5 separate regions of the Mus musculus genome follow, and all the other regions are linked to region 1. A link is a contact called in public promoter capture Hi-C data. All regions are on one chromosome and are shown on one strand. Each heading gives the region's core, a stretch centred on a gene start, on an enhancer-like site or on the middle of the called end of the contact. The rest is flanking DNA. Distances are from core to core; before and after follow the strand shown.

Region 1 (2,696 bases), core at 117-2,616:
CTGGAATGTGACAGGTCCAGGGTCACATGATAATTTATCTTGGACCATCATTAGCTTAATAGTCATTTGCTACCACCTCTCTGTGACCTAACAATTTAATGGTCCCTGGGTAAGTCTTTTGGAACAGACAAACTAATAGCTTCCACCAGTAGAACTGCTAAGGATGCGGTCAACTATAATTTGAGAGCTACAGATTCTGAGACCTAAGATCTGAGACTTAAAATCTCCTTGTTCCTTTCACCCCATGCTTTCACATTCCCATCAGTGTATTTGGAAAATAATTTTTGTTGGTCTGTTACCCTAACACCTTCATATTGGAACAAAGAACTGGGGATAACCCAAACCTCACTTATATTTGGCTTTAGAATAAACTCTCTGCCTTTTGAAAAATACTAGAATTAAACACTTCTAGTAACGATTTCTTCCTACCAGTTCAGCTAACCTAGGCTTATTAATTCTTCCTTATTAAACACACCTTTGTATTATAAACTGGTCACCATTTCTGCCCTACTGCTTTGCCACATTATATCCATCCCACCAGAAAACATGTTTTTATTTCTTTGATCATTATGTATGATAACTGCAGAAGTCTATGAACACCAGAGTGCCATCCAAAGCAAGGTACAGAGCTGACAAAACTGACCCCCTCTGGACACCCATCTTTCTTTTCTCCCCTTTCCTTCCGTTTTTAAAAACAAAAACATTTTGCTTCGAGTCTTTAAAGAGCACATGACATAGTCGTGTCACAAAACCTGCTAAGTATTTTTTGACAAACGATAAAATACTGCCCCCAGCAGCTCTTAAATCCAAGAAGGCTCAGCGCTCTTTAACTTTCTCTCGCCTTCTTGTCTTATCGTTCCCTTTTTTCATTTGCAGCCAATTGGGGTACGAAGTATTTGGGTGGCCTCCTTTCCCTTGTCTGAACCCTAAACCAAGGAGATGTCAACCACGGAAAAAAACCTGAGCTCCCTGCTCTAGCTTACAGCAGTTGAGGTGAAAGTTCCAGACATGAAGAGTCTGATGGGGAGGGGCGGGACTTCCGGGTCGCCAGAGTTCCTTCAGCTAACTCAGGAGCTCTGGCCAAAGGATCCCGGGGAGCATACCAGGAGCGGAAACAGGCCCGGAGCGGTGTGGAAGCCGGAAGAGGCTCGCGCGCAGCGGAAGGTGGGGTGCGGGAAGAGGGTCTCAGGACACGGAAGCGCAAGTCAGAGCCAGGGGCTGCGGGCCGGCGGTAAGGCTGCGGCCAAGTGACAGGCCGCGGAGATGTCCCCTCCCCCTCGCCCCCTCGCCCCCCGCACCCTGGCCAGCGCGCTGTGGCGTGATTGGGTGGCGCGCCTTTGCGGGCCAATGCAGAGCGAGGGGGCGCGCGGCTGCGCACACGCTCACCGCGCAGGCGCACTGCCCTCTGCTGGCTCTGCACCGCAGCGCAGGCGCCGCCGCGCAGGTGGGCTCGTGAGTTCCTGCAGGTCTCTGGGAAATCCTGAGGCGTTGCAGAGAACGTGGGAAAATCCGCTAAATTGGCAGTTTCAAAGGATGAGAAGGTGTGAGGTCAATTCTAAGCCGATTTCTGAATATTTTGGAATCCCTTGTGAGAACCGAGGTAATGTTCCGTGGGATCTCTACCTGTGAGCTAAATGATCTTGCTTATTTCAAACTTTTCCTACATCTTTGTTTCGTGAAGCCAACTTTTTCAACAAGAAGAGCAACCCAACTTTGATGGGAGCAATTAAAGTTATCCTATTCTGTCTCCACTTTTATCAAATCTCAAGGAGTTATGAACACCTCACTAAGGACATCACCACACGTTAGCATTTCTTAATTTCCTAACTTCCACATCGGATTCTCTAACTTGTTATTGTTTCTTGTTCTCCGTGCTAGAGATGTGACCAAGACTGATCAAAGAGTTAGTTTGAAGAAATAGCTCCCTCATAGGAGCCTGACAGGTTAAAAAAAAAAAAAAAAAAGTGAAATCTTGGGGAGGGAAGAGGAAGATGGCAACAAGACAGGCTTGTTTTGTTTGTCTTTTTGACTTGAAAACCAATTAGTTGACAGCTAGCTGAGGCGCAAAGAGGATGTGCAACAAAGTGAATTAGAAGAAACCAGCTAGATGGTGAACTAGCCATGTGTTTTAAGAAAAATCTTGGAAATCCCCGTTTGCCAGGGACTGTTCTCAACACTTCGGATGCCTTCTTGGAAACTAAATTTACTAGGACGACTTGTCAGAACTAGAAGTTAATGATAGTGTTTGATGTGACCACAGCTGTTGGTAGTGGAGATGGATTTTATGTAGTCTGGGAACTTAGAGAAGATAACTTGAAATTACTGTCAGGAAAAAAAAAAAAAACAAAAAACAACCCTGTAACAGTATATGTGCTAAGATTTGGGATGACAAAAATCAATATTTGAGGAAATAAAAGTTCTTTTCTTTGGTTTGTGTGGGGAGAGGTGTAGGTGGTGTGTAATGTGAAAACTTGAGAAACAGGTTATATATTTCATTCAAAAGTACCTTATGATTTTTCTTTGTTTACTTATGCTAATTGTTTTAAATATGGAATTATGTTAGTTTTCTAGTATAATTTAAGGACTTTTAATGGAAGAACTAGCATGTAGAATTGGAGAGGGAAACCTTTGGTCCCAGATGGCCAGAGGTGCTTTGCAGTGGCTTGGCAGTGAGCATGTTCACCTGGAATGGTCTG
Region 2 (2,696 bases), core at 112-2,611, 2.0 Mb after region 1:
ATAACACCTGATTCAAACACTCTGATTAGAGTGACTAACAGTATGATTTATAGGGAGAAAGCAGATAGGGACTATATATAAAACCAGGAATAGGGCTTTCTACACCTAGGACCTTAGCATAGCAAGGCAGCCTGGTGGTGCTGGCATTTGAAGCTTGTGCTTTATAGATAACACAAACCACTCACCTACTTCAGTGCTGGAGAGCACTTGGGACCTCATGCACAGCTACACTACACTGCCAACTTTTCATTTCTTCTGTAGAGCTGACTTTAGAATCCTGGATGCTGCTCATGGATGCTACTTCAGTGCTGGAGAGCACTTGGGACCTCATGCACAGCTACACTATACTGCCAACTTTTCATTTCTTCTGTAGAGCTGACTTTAGAATCCTGGATGCTGCTCATGGATGCTGCCTCAGGGTTCTGTAGAATCTACTGAGCAACATTCTATACCAACATTATGCTATGATGACTATACATTTTCTAGTATAGTTCCCGGTATAGTATTCGGGCTCATATGGAAGAGGTGGTAGGTATATCAAGTAGTGAGAAACGAGAACAGACAATGGTTCATTAGAACCATCACCTTTTAGGGCCCTGTAAATAAATAAACCTACTTTGTTACAAATAAAATTGGAATTCCTTTTTATTTCTCTTTCTTCTTGAATCTTATTCATATCCTCGACTCCCTCTGCTTGAATTTGTCCATATCCATTAACTGCATTTAAAAGTTTGTACCATCAAATTGTCAATGGAAACTAGTCAGGTAGTCCTGGAAGATCCTGATCAGTTTCCTGGCAGAATGGATGCTTGTGGTTTCACCATGGGCTTCCTCTTACTAGCCCATTTCCTGCTTCCTCCAAAGTTTCCTGGTATGTCTGCCAAGCATTGCCTCCCTTCACAGGCTTGCCCAGTGCCTTTGTTAAACTGGTTAAGCGAAGCTTCTTATAGCTAGCTCTTCCTGCCAATCAGACACTGGGCTTCTAAGAAGCAAGGTTTGCAGGCATTATCCAGCTTCATCCTCCTTAGGCCTTTCTGCCCTTAGCGTCAAGCTGCGATTCCTGTGAAAGTTGATGGTTACTTGGGCAGAGACCATCCAAAGTCTGAGCACAGACCTTAGTACAGAGAAAGTGCTCTACCAAAGGAGGAAGTGGGGCTGTGAGGAGGAGCCAAAGGGTGGGGAGGAGCTGAAGGAGGGCGGGGAGGAGCTGAAGGAGGGCGGGGAGGAGCTGAAGGAGGGCGGGGAGGAGCTGAAGAAGGGCGGGGAGGAGCTGAAGGAGGGCGGGGAGGAGCTGAAGGAGGGCGGGGAGGAGCTGAAGGGGAATGGGGAGGGGCTTGAGGTTGACACCGCCCAGCTCTTATGCACTTCAGCATGGCTTTGGCCTCGTCCGGCTCTGGAGCCGGGCTGTTGCGTTTTCTGCGTCTAGTTGGGCAGCTCAAGGTGAGCGGGTGGGATCGGCTTGGCCGGGAGGCGGTGCGGCCCAGCTCAGGCACCGACCTCACGCAACCTCCCTCGCTCAGCCCGGCGTTGCTGGCGGGTACGCAGCCGAGGCTGGACCGGGGACTCGTGCACGCTCCATGCCCAGCGCGGCCACAACCCAGGCCATGGCGATGCTGCGGAGCGGCAGCGGAAGGCAGGAGCCGAAACCCCTGCACGTAGGCTGTGGAAACCTTCCTCTATCACCGTGACTTCCGGAACTGTTGGTTTCAGTAAATCGGTTTCAGCGTGCACCAGCCCTTGCTTGGCAGAGCTTGTGCAGAGCCCCCTTTGTTCCAAGATGAGCTGTTCTGTAACACTGCGACTATTTGTGAAATTCGTTAGATGCATAGAACTCCCAGAGAAAATGCAGACTTACACAGGTTGAGAAGTAGTGAAAGGCTTGACTGCCATGGAAACTCCTCCAAGCCATCTGAGTTAGAATTGGAGAGTCTGTCACATGTTGCATGTACAAAATATTCTATTATTGTATGAAATGAGTTTTTGGACGGCACAAACCTACTACTCTCATAGTTAGGAATAATACTGGGGCTTTGCTTTGCATTTTTCCTAACTACACCACAGATGAACAGCACAGGCTGGCAGCCTGGAACTTGGGTCTTCACCTGTTGAGTTCTTAGATTCCAGGCGTGTACCACCAGGCGTACCACCAGTTTTGCTTTTATGTCTAAAAACTTTTTGTGTATTATCCCATAGTTATACTTCACTAGCACAGAGTAAAGACTATTGGACTTTTGTATACTTTTGAACATTTTTGTATATTTGTGAATTGTCCACTCACTAGTGAGATTTCAGATTTTTATCGATATGATTAGTTTAAATGAAACATTTTTAAAAAAATAGGTTTGAAACCACGACTCAGCTGACATGTGGCTCTGTGGCCATTCTCTGGCATTTTCTTGAAGAGCACCTGTCATTTTTTGTTGTTGTTCCCAGGGATAGTGTTTTGTTTAATTCCTTATCTTATTTATTAGAGAGTTCCACGGACTGGCTGGGTATACAGAAATGTCGAAAAGCCAGAAAGCGTGTCAGATCACATGTACCGGATGGCAGTTATGGCCATGGTGACCAGAGATGACCGTCTTAACAAGGATAGGTAAGTTATTTGAACATTGATGCTTATGAAGGTTTCTGGACTCTGTGTGAGGATGACTTCAGTTGTAAACTATAGTAAGTTTTCTGTTACATTCTGCGTTGGT
Region 3 (2,696 bases), core at 73-2,572, 1.5 Mb after region 1:
ATTCTAAACCTTATTGCTTAACGTAAAATCCAAAACGGCAGCCTGAGAGGAAACAATTTTATTAAAAGCCCTAATGTATTACTTTTATTTCAAGAACAGGAAAAAAAGACTCAACCAGATTCTCAGAAAAGCAAGGGTCAGCTCAGAGTTGAAGGCGAGGCCGGAGACAAGACTGCCTCTGCTGGCGCATCTTTCAGAGTCTCAACTCCCGACACCTGTATCAAACTTGCAGCTCTCAAACCCATTGGCTCCAGTCAGCTTTATCCTACGAGAACACGCCAGCCTCATCCATCACCTACCTAGGTAATCTGATTTCTAGAAAGACTTTCCTTAAACTGACACCCAAAATGTTAAAGTGTTTGCACCACTGACTTTATATACCACTCGGCTAGCTGTAAATTACACAAAAATTCATAACCACCCCTAAATACCTCTAAAACAACAACCGTGGTCGTCTACATTTTAGCAAAAAGAACAGGAAGAACGCATTTGCTGATCCTGTTTTTTAAAAATGCAATGACACAATCTACTTGAGCTCGAGAAAAAGGCAACGGTCTCCTTTCAAAGAAGCTCCGCGCCAACCTATCCTTCCAAGCTCTCCCAGCCCCCAACCGAGGGTCCCCTGATTGTTAGCGAGGAGGGTCCAGTGGCCCTGCGCCCCGGCTCGGCCTCGAACGTTCCAAGCAGAGCGTTTCGGGTCCCCCGGGGGCTGCGCCCAGCGCCATTAGTACACCTCGGCAGCCCAGGAGGGAGGCTCCGGTTCTTCCTGGCCGCAGCATCAGCAGCCGGTAGCCTTCAAGGCCTGGCCCCGCCTCGGCGACCTACCTACTGGGCGGGGGCGCGGGCTCCGCGGGTCTGGGCGAAGTGGTTCGGGAGCACGCATTTCTGGGAGCCGTGGCCTCTGCCGCTGGGCGCTGGGAAGCGCATCCTCCGGGGTGGGAGGAGGGGGAGGGCCGGGGAGGGGATCGCCCGCCGAGGAGGAGCTAAGGGAGGCGTCAGGCGCTGCGGGGTGCGCTCCTGAAGGGCTCCGGAGTGCCGATCTGGCCCGAGCAGCCGCCGCCGGGGTGCTCGAGGCCTCGCCCAGGTACCTGCAGCAGCACCCACGGTCAGGGCGCCGGGCGCGAGCTGGGCGGAAGGCGGGGAGCTGCGGTGGCGCGACGCCAGCCCGGCGCCCGCCTCTAGCTCCGCCCGACCCGGGGCGCGCGCTGCACTCGTCTGCTGCGGCTGGGACCCGGGAGCTCAGCCGACCGCCTTAGCGATGCGGGCTGCAGCTGCGACATCTTGCCTGCCCCGTGCGACCTCGGAGCCGCAGGCTGGACAGCCTCGAGGTGGCTCGGGCCCCCGAACCCTGGGCCCAGCGGCTCCGCCCCGGAGAGCTGCGCGCGCGGCCTCCGCAGGCCCCGGCCATTTGTGACGCTGTGATGGTCAGGCAGTCAGTGAACCGAGTACGGTCTGCTTACCTGGCCCCTAATCTTATCCCTTTTAGCTGGCTCCTGTCTGGATCTTGGAGGGAAGTTAGCGCTTATGGGCACATGTGGAGTTAGAGCCCTTGCTGGAGCCTTAAAGTCCTTTTACTTCACCTTCCAGCTCTAGGACTAGGGGCAACCATAAATTCATCCTCTGTCATTTCCAGCATTGCCTTTGGCAAAGAGGCCCACTGTCTTCTTCTGTCCCCGGTACAACATCCTATAAGCTGCCCAATTGTAAACCTTATAGCCAAGGCAATGCGATGTAGCAACGGGCAGTTCAGCTGGCTCTTGGCTGGGGCTGGAGAGCAGCTGAGTGGGAAGGTTTTTTTGTTTTTTCTTTTTTTTTTTGTATGAGCCCAGGGCCCTGTTTCTGTGAGCTTCCAACCTGTATTGGACGCTGTTCCCTTTACAGTCCAGTGGCTATAACTGCAAGATGACTCGGAGGATCTGATCGTGAAGATCACTCTTAAATACAGGAAGAAAAAAGTGTGTGTGTGACAGGTGTGTCCTAAGCCATCAACACACACAGTACATAGAGGCTTCCCCAGGTTGCTGCTGCTTCTTGGTACTGCCAGTCTCTCTGGAGGGTGGAGCAAAGCCCTTAGCAGCCATGACTCTGAGATTTCAGCAGCAGATGATGTTACATGGTCATGCAAATATGGAATCACTTCCTGGTTTTGCACTGACCATCTGTAAATTCTGACATCGGGTTTGCATGTTTATGCTTTGAGTAGGAGACACTTCTTTCTGTGTTCTTTACACCCCTTTTGGTATCAACCTTGAGTGCAGGCTCTGCTGCAGGTACTGTTCCCACCCTTTAACTCGGTCAGCACCCTTTTGTGCCTATGAACCCAAGGTTCTGACGAGAAATAAAATAGGCCTTGATTTCTTTTCTCTTAGGCAAAAGTATAACTGAGTATGTGTTCAAAGTGGTGACTTGCTGATAGAGTGTTCCCCAAGTTTTCCAATGCAATGCCAAACAATGACACTGTCTTCATTATCTCCCCTGGAAGTACATGATGGATCACATGCTAAGGATAGTTTGTCACTAAAGTGAAAGTCTGAATAGAATGGGGAGTTGTACTCAAATGGTTGGGATTGGGGGTGCTTCTAATTTAAAGATTCTTTGGTCATTCTTTTTTGTGACTGAGTATTGACTGATTCTTCTGAGTATTGACTGATTCATCTGAGTCTTGTCTTCACACAGAAATCGGAATTAGCATCGTC
Region 4 (2,696 bases), core at 121-2,620, 1.3 Mb after region 1:
CTGTTTTTGTTTGGTTTGTTTGTTTGTTTGTTTTTGTTTTGTTTTTCAAGGGATTTCTCTGCATAGCCTTAGCTGTCCTTGAATTCACTGCATTGACCAGGTTGGCCTCCAACAGAGAGATCTTTCTGCCTCTGCCTTTCTGAGTGCTGGAATTAAAGGCATGTACCACTACCACTCAGCTATTTCTAAGAGCCCCTTAAAAATAATTCGTATCAATGCCATGAGACTCATACACAAAGAGTAAGACACTGCCCTTGGTACTGGTAAGCCCCCTGCTAAGAATATGTGATATGCCCTTTGCTTAAATGAATTCTAAAAATACAGTAAGAAAACCATACAGAGATCTGTGAGGCAAAGAATCATCTCTGACTTTTGTTGGAAAGATTCCTCAAACAAATTCTTCATGATGCTGGCAACCCTGATTATACCAAAACAAATAATTTCCTCTGCTCTTATTTGTATAATTATATATCAACAACTTATATAAGTGCAATCATTTCCTGTGTTTACAATGAATATATGTGTAATAAGAATTTTAAATGCAAGATGATAAATCTCTCTCAAAAGATTAACTCTTTATGAAGGATGATGAGATGTAAAAATGTTAGACCCAGGGGAAAGGGAGAGTTTTCTGGAATTTCCAGGCATGACATGACTGTTGCTCTCCCGATCTCGCAGCAAGTATGATTAACTACACTTGATCTGCACAGGTTTGAACCCTGTCGAGATCTTGTAACGAAAAGGGGAGTAGTTCATGAGGCTCTCACGGTAGATAAGGAAGATTCTTACAAGCTATTAACTGTAAGTATCAGTTCGACTTCAGACCCAGTCCTGAAACCCCATTCCAGCCCATTTCAGTCAAATTCACACTTCTTCACCACGTCCAAGACCTGTTTTCAGCAAGTTGTACGCTCTCTAACGATACTGGAAGAATACATAATTTTAAAATTACTATCTAGAGAAGAGGAAGACTCCCTAAAATAAAAGTAAAGACACAGGATGCTGCTGTGTTGCAAATGCATGCGAGGGAGGCGAGAATGCTGGGCTCTATCACTGCTATCTCTCCCTACTGAACAGCAAAGGCAACACTGGAGACCTCTGGGTCCCTGACAGAAGTCAGTCACTGTTTAGTTCGTCTGCAGAGACAGAAGCCTGCGAGCAGGGATTGGATGCCTGGTCCCCACCCACCCGGCCTGTCGCCGCCCACCTCACAGTGAAAGAGTTCAGTTTTGGGTTCCTGACCCGCCGCCACGCGGCAGAACACGCAGTTGCTGTCATAGTTCCAGGACTCCGAGGTCCCAGGCGAGGACCCCTCGGGATCCGGCTCTCCGACCAAGCCCGCTTGCTTCTCAGCCATGGCGGCCGAAAGGCGACGTCAGGATCAGCTGAGGTGCGCAAGGCCCGCCTCGGGCGGATGCACCTGGAATCGCCGCCCTAGGGTGGCCCGCCTAGTGACACGGAGTCTGCGCACGCGCAGGGCCAGACTCTGGGTATGGGACACACCAGATAGCTCGGCCTCTAAAAGGGCGACGATCAGAGGGCAAGCCCGGCGCTCCGTGATGACGAAAGCAGCGCAGCCGCAGGAGCCCACTGCTCAAAGGCGTTTTCTGACGGGAAGACCTATCCAGGGGTTGGTAACATTCATCTAAAGTGTAAAGGATATTGCTTTCACGTCCCTATAGTGTATTACACTCCCGTTACAAAAGAAAAAGAGTATAGAAATTCGATTCTTTTAAGGGTATGAGAGGATGAGTCAAACGTATAGAGAGCCTTGTTTGGCAAAGTGAAATTTCCGAGTTTCCTGTGTACTTACTTGTTCAGCCACAGTAATTTTAGGATCTGAAACCAAACCAAACAAACAAACCCGGCCAAATTGGTCTCTACATGTTTGCTTTTGTTTATAGTACAATGTAAATCGAAAGGGTCTCCTATCACACATATGTCATATGGAGAGAAAAGGTAGTAATTGAGAAATTCCCTGCCAGGTCACCTGATTCATTGTAACAATTTTCTCTTGTATTCCCGGCTATTTAGGAAAGAGAGGGAGAGAAACCCTTTGGGAACAATCATGCGCGGAAAAGTATCAGTTCTTAAGTATGATGTGATCTCACCTTTTTACAATACATGGCATTTGCTGAGCACCAAATACTCTGTTTCTCTAATTGTGAAAACTCCCAAGGTTGATTATTTTATTACAGGTCTACAGAAAGAGACAGATTCAGACTTATTTTCTTACCACTTACCCAAATGATAAAATTCAAATAAATGTCTAGTTCTAGAACCCATAATAACACTTAGTGTGACTTTAAACTCAGTAGTGATTTTAAGTGAATTATCTTGTAATCTGAAACAGTAACGTAAGTTAAGTAAGAGTACATGCACATTCACGTTGCATTTAATTCCCTTTGTAGTTAACCATATGGTGTGCAATCATGACAATAGCTTCTCAGATCATCACAAGTTTGAGGCAGGACTCAGAAGCAGAAAATTTGACTTTGACACATTTAAATATTATCATGTTCCATGTCTGTTCTTACACTTTCATATCACGCTGCTTTTTTATGGTGTGTGTATGCATGCACACACACAGTAGCTGTATGTCTTTATCCATGTAGGTACTTGAGTACTTGGGCTGCCTCTTGGGCCATGGTGGGGGGGGGGGTGATCTGTAGATGCCTTTCATAACTGCTTGTTTG
Region 5 (2,696 bases), core at 117-2,616, 1.3 Mb after region 1:
GGCCTAGCACTTTTTTTTTAAAACCTGTGGGTACACTCACAAAAGTAAGGGAGGCCTTGTGCCAACGGAGGCCAGAAGTGTAGGCACCCCTGGAGCTGGGGTTACCAATGGCTGTAGGCAGTATCCTGACACAGCTGCTGGGCGCCAAATTCAGGTCCTCTGGAAGAGCAGTGTTCGTAACCAGTGAGCCAACTCTCCAGTTCCAGTGTCTCACCACTCTTTAAACATGAAGTTGAAGAAATCTCATCCTTTCCAGGTTTTCTTACGCAGAAAAATGAAATGCTTATCACAATCTAGATTTGTTCTCACCTCCTACATTGCCACTCTATCCTGTTCTCTTACTGCTGACACTAGATTAGTTTCTTAATCATTTAATATTCCAACAGATTCTTATTAACTCCAGTCTTATTGCTCTCGAGTCCTTCCTTCATTTTACTTTCTATTAAAAAACAATCTAATTCTGCCTCTTTACTTTTAAACTGTTTAATTCCTCTTCCAAGCTATAGTGTCCTCAAGTCTGTTTTCTCTGGTCCATCAGCCTACTTCTCTCTCTTTACCACTCTGCTACGTAGCTGGTGACGAGCAACGAACAACAGTTTATACTTCTAATGGACTTATTTCCTTGGCCCCGGTAACTAATACTGTAGCTCATATGTCACCCCCACCTTGAAAGGCAACATCCTTCATTCATCAATGGACAAAGATTCCCTTTTTAAAAGGCCCCCATACTTTAAAGGTTCCCACTAAGAACCCTCCATCATTGCACTTCACAAAGTTATGGCTATGCTCTCGCGTCCGCTAGTCCTGAGCCTAAGTAAACATTACGCTCTTTAAGGGCAGAGCTGTCAGTCAGCGCATCCTTGCCGTTCGGTGCACGCGACTTCAGGCGCTGTAGAAAATGTCACTTGAGTAAATAAAAAAGCTTCCCCCTCCCCAACTTTATTAAGTTCCACCCCAAGCCTTCCATCATGCCTGAACCTATATCGACACTCCTCACACTCCACCGAGAGCCCCCATGGATGTCTCCATTCTGCGTCGGGTCAGGTTCACCTGCTTAACTGCGGCGCCAGGAGCACGTGCAGAGGGGTGAATGGCAAGGCTCCGTCCTGGAGAAAGGCTGCCGGGGACATGGTCCGCCCAGCGGCCTCATCCCCGCCCCAATCCAGGCGCGCGCCGCTGCCCGCAGAGACCCCCCCCCCCCCCAGCCGGCGCGTGAGGAGTGCGAGCCTCTGCGCCCAGCACCCAGGACGGCTCACCGGTAAGCGGAACTCCAGATGCTCCTGTGCCATGAGCAAGAGATAGCGATTCAAGGAGCCCGGCAGCGCCATTGCAGCTACTACCGTGCGCCTGCGCGGCCTCCACGGGCCCGCCCCCTCCTCCTCCTCCCTAGAGCCAAGTTTCCGCCGAGCCTCATCCCGGAGCCGGAAACGGAAGCACGACAAGGAACACTGGCGGGTGGCACTTTCTAGGAAGGGGCGCTAAGGGCAAGAGTGAGATCCTGGTGTTCCCACCGTCTGTGGCTACCCTAGCACGCTCCCCTTGTGAGATGCATTGTTTTAAGAGGCAGGCTGCAGTGATCCCGCGCAGTTCCCCAGGGATACTCCACTTGGAGTGTTCTTCTGACTCCTCCCTCTGTTCTTCAGCTCAAAACTGGACCAAAACTTCACTGTTAAGTGTAGACTCTTAATCGTTCGAGATTCAGCCTCACCTGCTTGAACACTGAGTGTACTTTTAGTGATTTTGCAAAAATTTTTCAAGAGCTGTCAAGGACCCATCTCGGGTTGCTCTGTATGGAAACAAACAAACAAACAAAAGCCTTCCTCAGACTTGCACTCCGTAATTATGCTATGTTGTTCCAGGCACACAGTAAATCCACAGCCAGTGGTAGATTAAAAACATTGGTGAAAGTTACCCTAATTACTCAGATGGGCCTAATACCATAACAGTTTGCAAGAGACATGGCTACCTATACATAAGCTCGACAAGTATCATTTCTGCTCAAAGTACTGAACCCTTTGTACTGCTGAGGCCTGTATTTTTGGGTTTTGTGTTCCACCTTGGTAATGCACAGCATATACAAGTATCCTGTGCCAGAAATATAGTTGATGCTTATTGGTAGTGATCAAGACAGCCAGCACACAGACAGTGGTGACCCTTGTTACCCAAACCTCAGTTCCATTTATTATCCCTATGCTCTCAGCGAATTTTGTAACATCTGTGAGCTTCAATATTCTTTTAAGAACTGGAGTATTGCATCCTACAGATAATAGCTATAAGTACTAGGTGTTACAATATTCAAACTTCAACGTATACTCTATTGCATGGGACCAATAAATAGCATTGGGAAATGTTTTTTGTTGTTTTAAATGAGAATTTCTGCTTTTTTTTTTTAAAGAGAGATTTGCCTTTGTTAGTGTTGTTAAAAATCCTTTCACTGAGGACAATGTAAGCAACAGCAACCATGTCTACCAAAATCCCAAGAACAAAACAAGGCACATTATCACCAAAGTTCACTCCAATGAGCAATGAGTTTATTGGGTTTCCTTCTAGAGAATCGATGAGGACTCACTCACCTGGCTATGGGCACTCCTACCCTAACAGGATACACCTGAAAAGCTTTACCCAGCAGTGAGATGGGCCAAGGAGATGGATAGACGTTGACTTCCCAGCATTCCCACTCTCTAGTGTAGTACCTA

What was found. Promoter capture Hi-C pulls out the DNA fragments that hold promoters and counts their contacts. Capture Hi-C pulls out chosen DNA fragments and counts their contacts.
Region 2: a contact with region 1 is called in a promoter capture Hi-C map of pre-B cells. The contact joins the promoter of Hddc2 here to the promoter of Echdc1 in region 1. A contact is called at or near these places in 6 of 39 promoter capture datasets (the C10 cell line, the HPC-7 cell line, HPC-7-derived erythroid cells and 3 more), 1 of 15 datasets of contacts at CTCF or cohesin (large pre-B cells), 5 of 484 Hi-C or Micro-C datasets (B cells, CD4 T cells, macrophages and 2 more), 2 of 115 datasets of contacts at active chromatin or transcription factors (astrocytes and stem cell-derived neural progenitor cells) and 1 of 9 other capture datasets (adipose tissue).
Region 3: a contact with region 1 is called in a promoter capture Hi-C map of adipose tissue, with 5 times the contacts expected there. The contact joins the promoter of Ncoa7 here to the promoter of Echdc1 in region 1. A contact is called at or near these places in 2 of 39 promoter capture datasets (liver and pre-B cells), 1 of 15 datasets of contacts at CTCF or cohesin (large pre-B cells), 7 of 484 Hi-C or Micro-C datasets (B cells, CD4 T cells, CD8 T cells and 2 more), 7 of 115 datasets of contacts at active chromatin or transcription factors (astrocytes, embryonic forebrain, large pre-B cells and 4 more) and 2 of 9 other capture datasets (adipose tissue and liver).
Region 4: a contact with region 1 is called in a promoter capture Hi-C map of liver, with 4 times the contacts expected there. The contact joins the promoter of Hint3 here to the promoter of Echdc1 in region 1. A contact is called at or near these places in 9 of 39 promoter capture datasets (the 3T3-L1 cell line, hematopoietic stem and progenitor cells, liver and 4 more), 6 of 484 Hi-C or Micro-C datasets (CD4 T cells, CD8 T cells, forebrain and 2 more), 10 of 115 datasets of contacts at active chromatin or transcription factors (acute myeloid leukemia, embryonic forebrain, fibro-adipogenic progenitors and 7 more) and 3 of 9 other capture datasets (adipose tissue, liver and macrophages).
Region 5: a promoter capture Hi-C map of pre-B cells shows a contact between it and region 1, with 6 times the contacts expected there. The contact joins the promoter of Trmt11 here to the promoter of Echdc1 in region 1. A contact is called at or near these places in 10 of 39 promoter capture datasets (the 3T3-L1 cell line, cranial neural crest, hematopoietic stem and progenitor cells and 5 more), 3 of 484 Hi-C or Micro-C datasets (CD4 T cells, nephron progenitors and uterus), 4 of 115 datasets of contacts at active chromatin or transcription factors (acute myeloid leukemia, astrocytes, embryonic forebrain and 1 more) and 2 of 9 other capture datasets (adipose tissue and liver).

The regions. Positions count from the first base shown.
Region 1 is chr10:29,312,134-29,314,829 of GRCm38.p6, forward strand. Echdc1 (enoyl Coenzyme A hydratase domain containing 1) reads left to right here and starts at 1,367. Exons shown (of 6, transcript NM_025855.4): 1 at 1,367-1,600. The coding sequence starts at 1,534. Gm46218 (a long non-coding RNA gene) reads right to left here and starts at 1,284. Exons shown (of 2, transcript XR_001779751.2): 1 at 1,104-1,284.
Region 2 is chr10:31,312,044-31,314,739 of GRCm38.p6, forward strand. It overlaps Hddc2 (HD domain containing 2), which reads left to right and starts at 1,362. Exons shown (of 6, transcript NM_027168.2): 1 at 1,362-1,440; 2 at 2,472-2,593. The coding sequence starts at 1,372.
Region 3 is chr10:30,802,004-30,804,699 of GRCm38.p6, forward strand. It overlaps Ncoa7 (nuclear receptor coactivator 7), which reads right to left and starts at 1,323. Exons shown (of 16, transcript NM_172495.6): 1 at 826-1,323.
Region 4 is chr10:30,616,996-30,619,691 of GRCm38.p6, forward strand. Hint3 (histidine triad nucleotide binding protein 3) reads right to left here and starts at 1,371. Exons shown (of 5, transcript NM_025798.3): 1 at 1,208-1,371. The coding sequence starts at 1,357.
Region 5 is chr10:30,599,334-30,602,029 of GRCm38.p6, forward strand. It overlaps Trmt11 (tRNA methyltransferase 11), which reads right to left and starts at 1,367. Exons shown (of 13, transcript NM_028604.3): 1 at 1,257-1,367. The coding sequence starts at 1,328.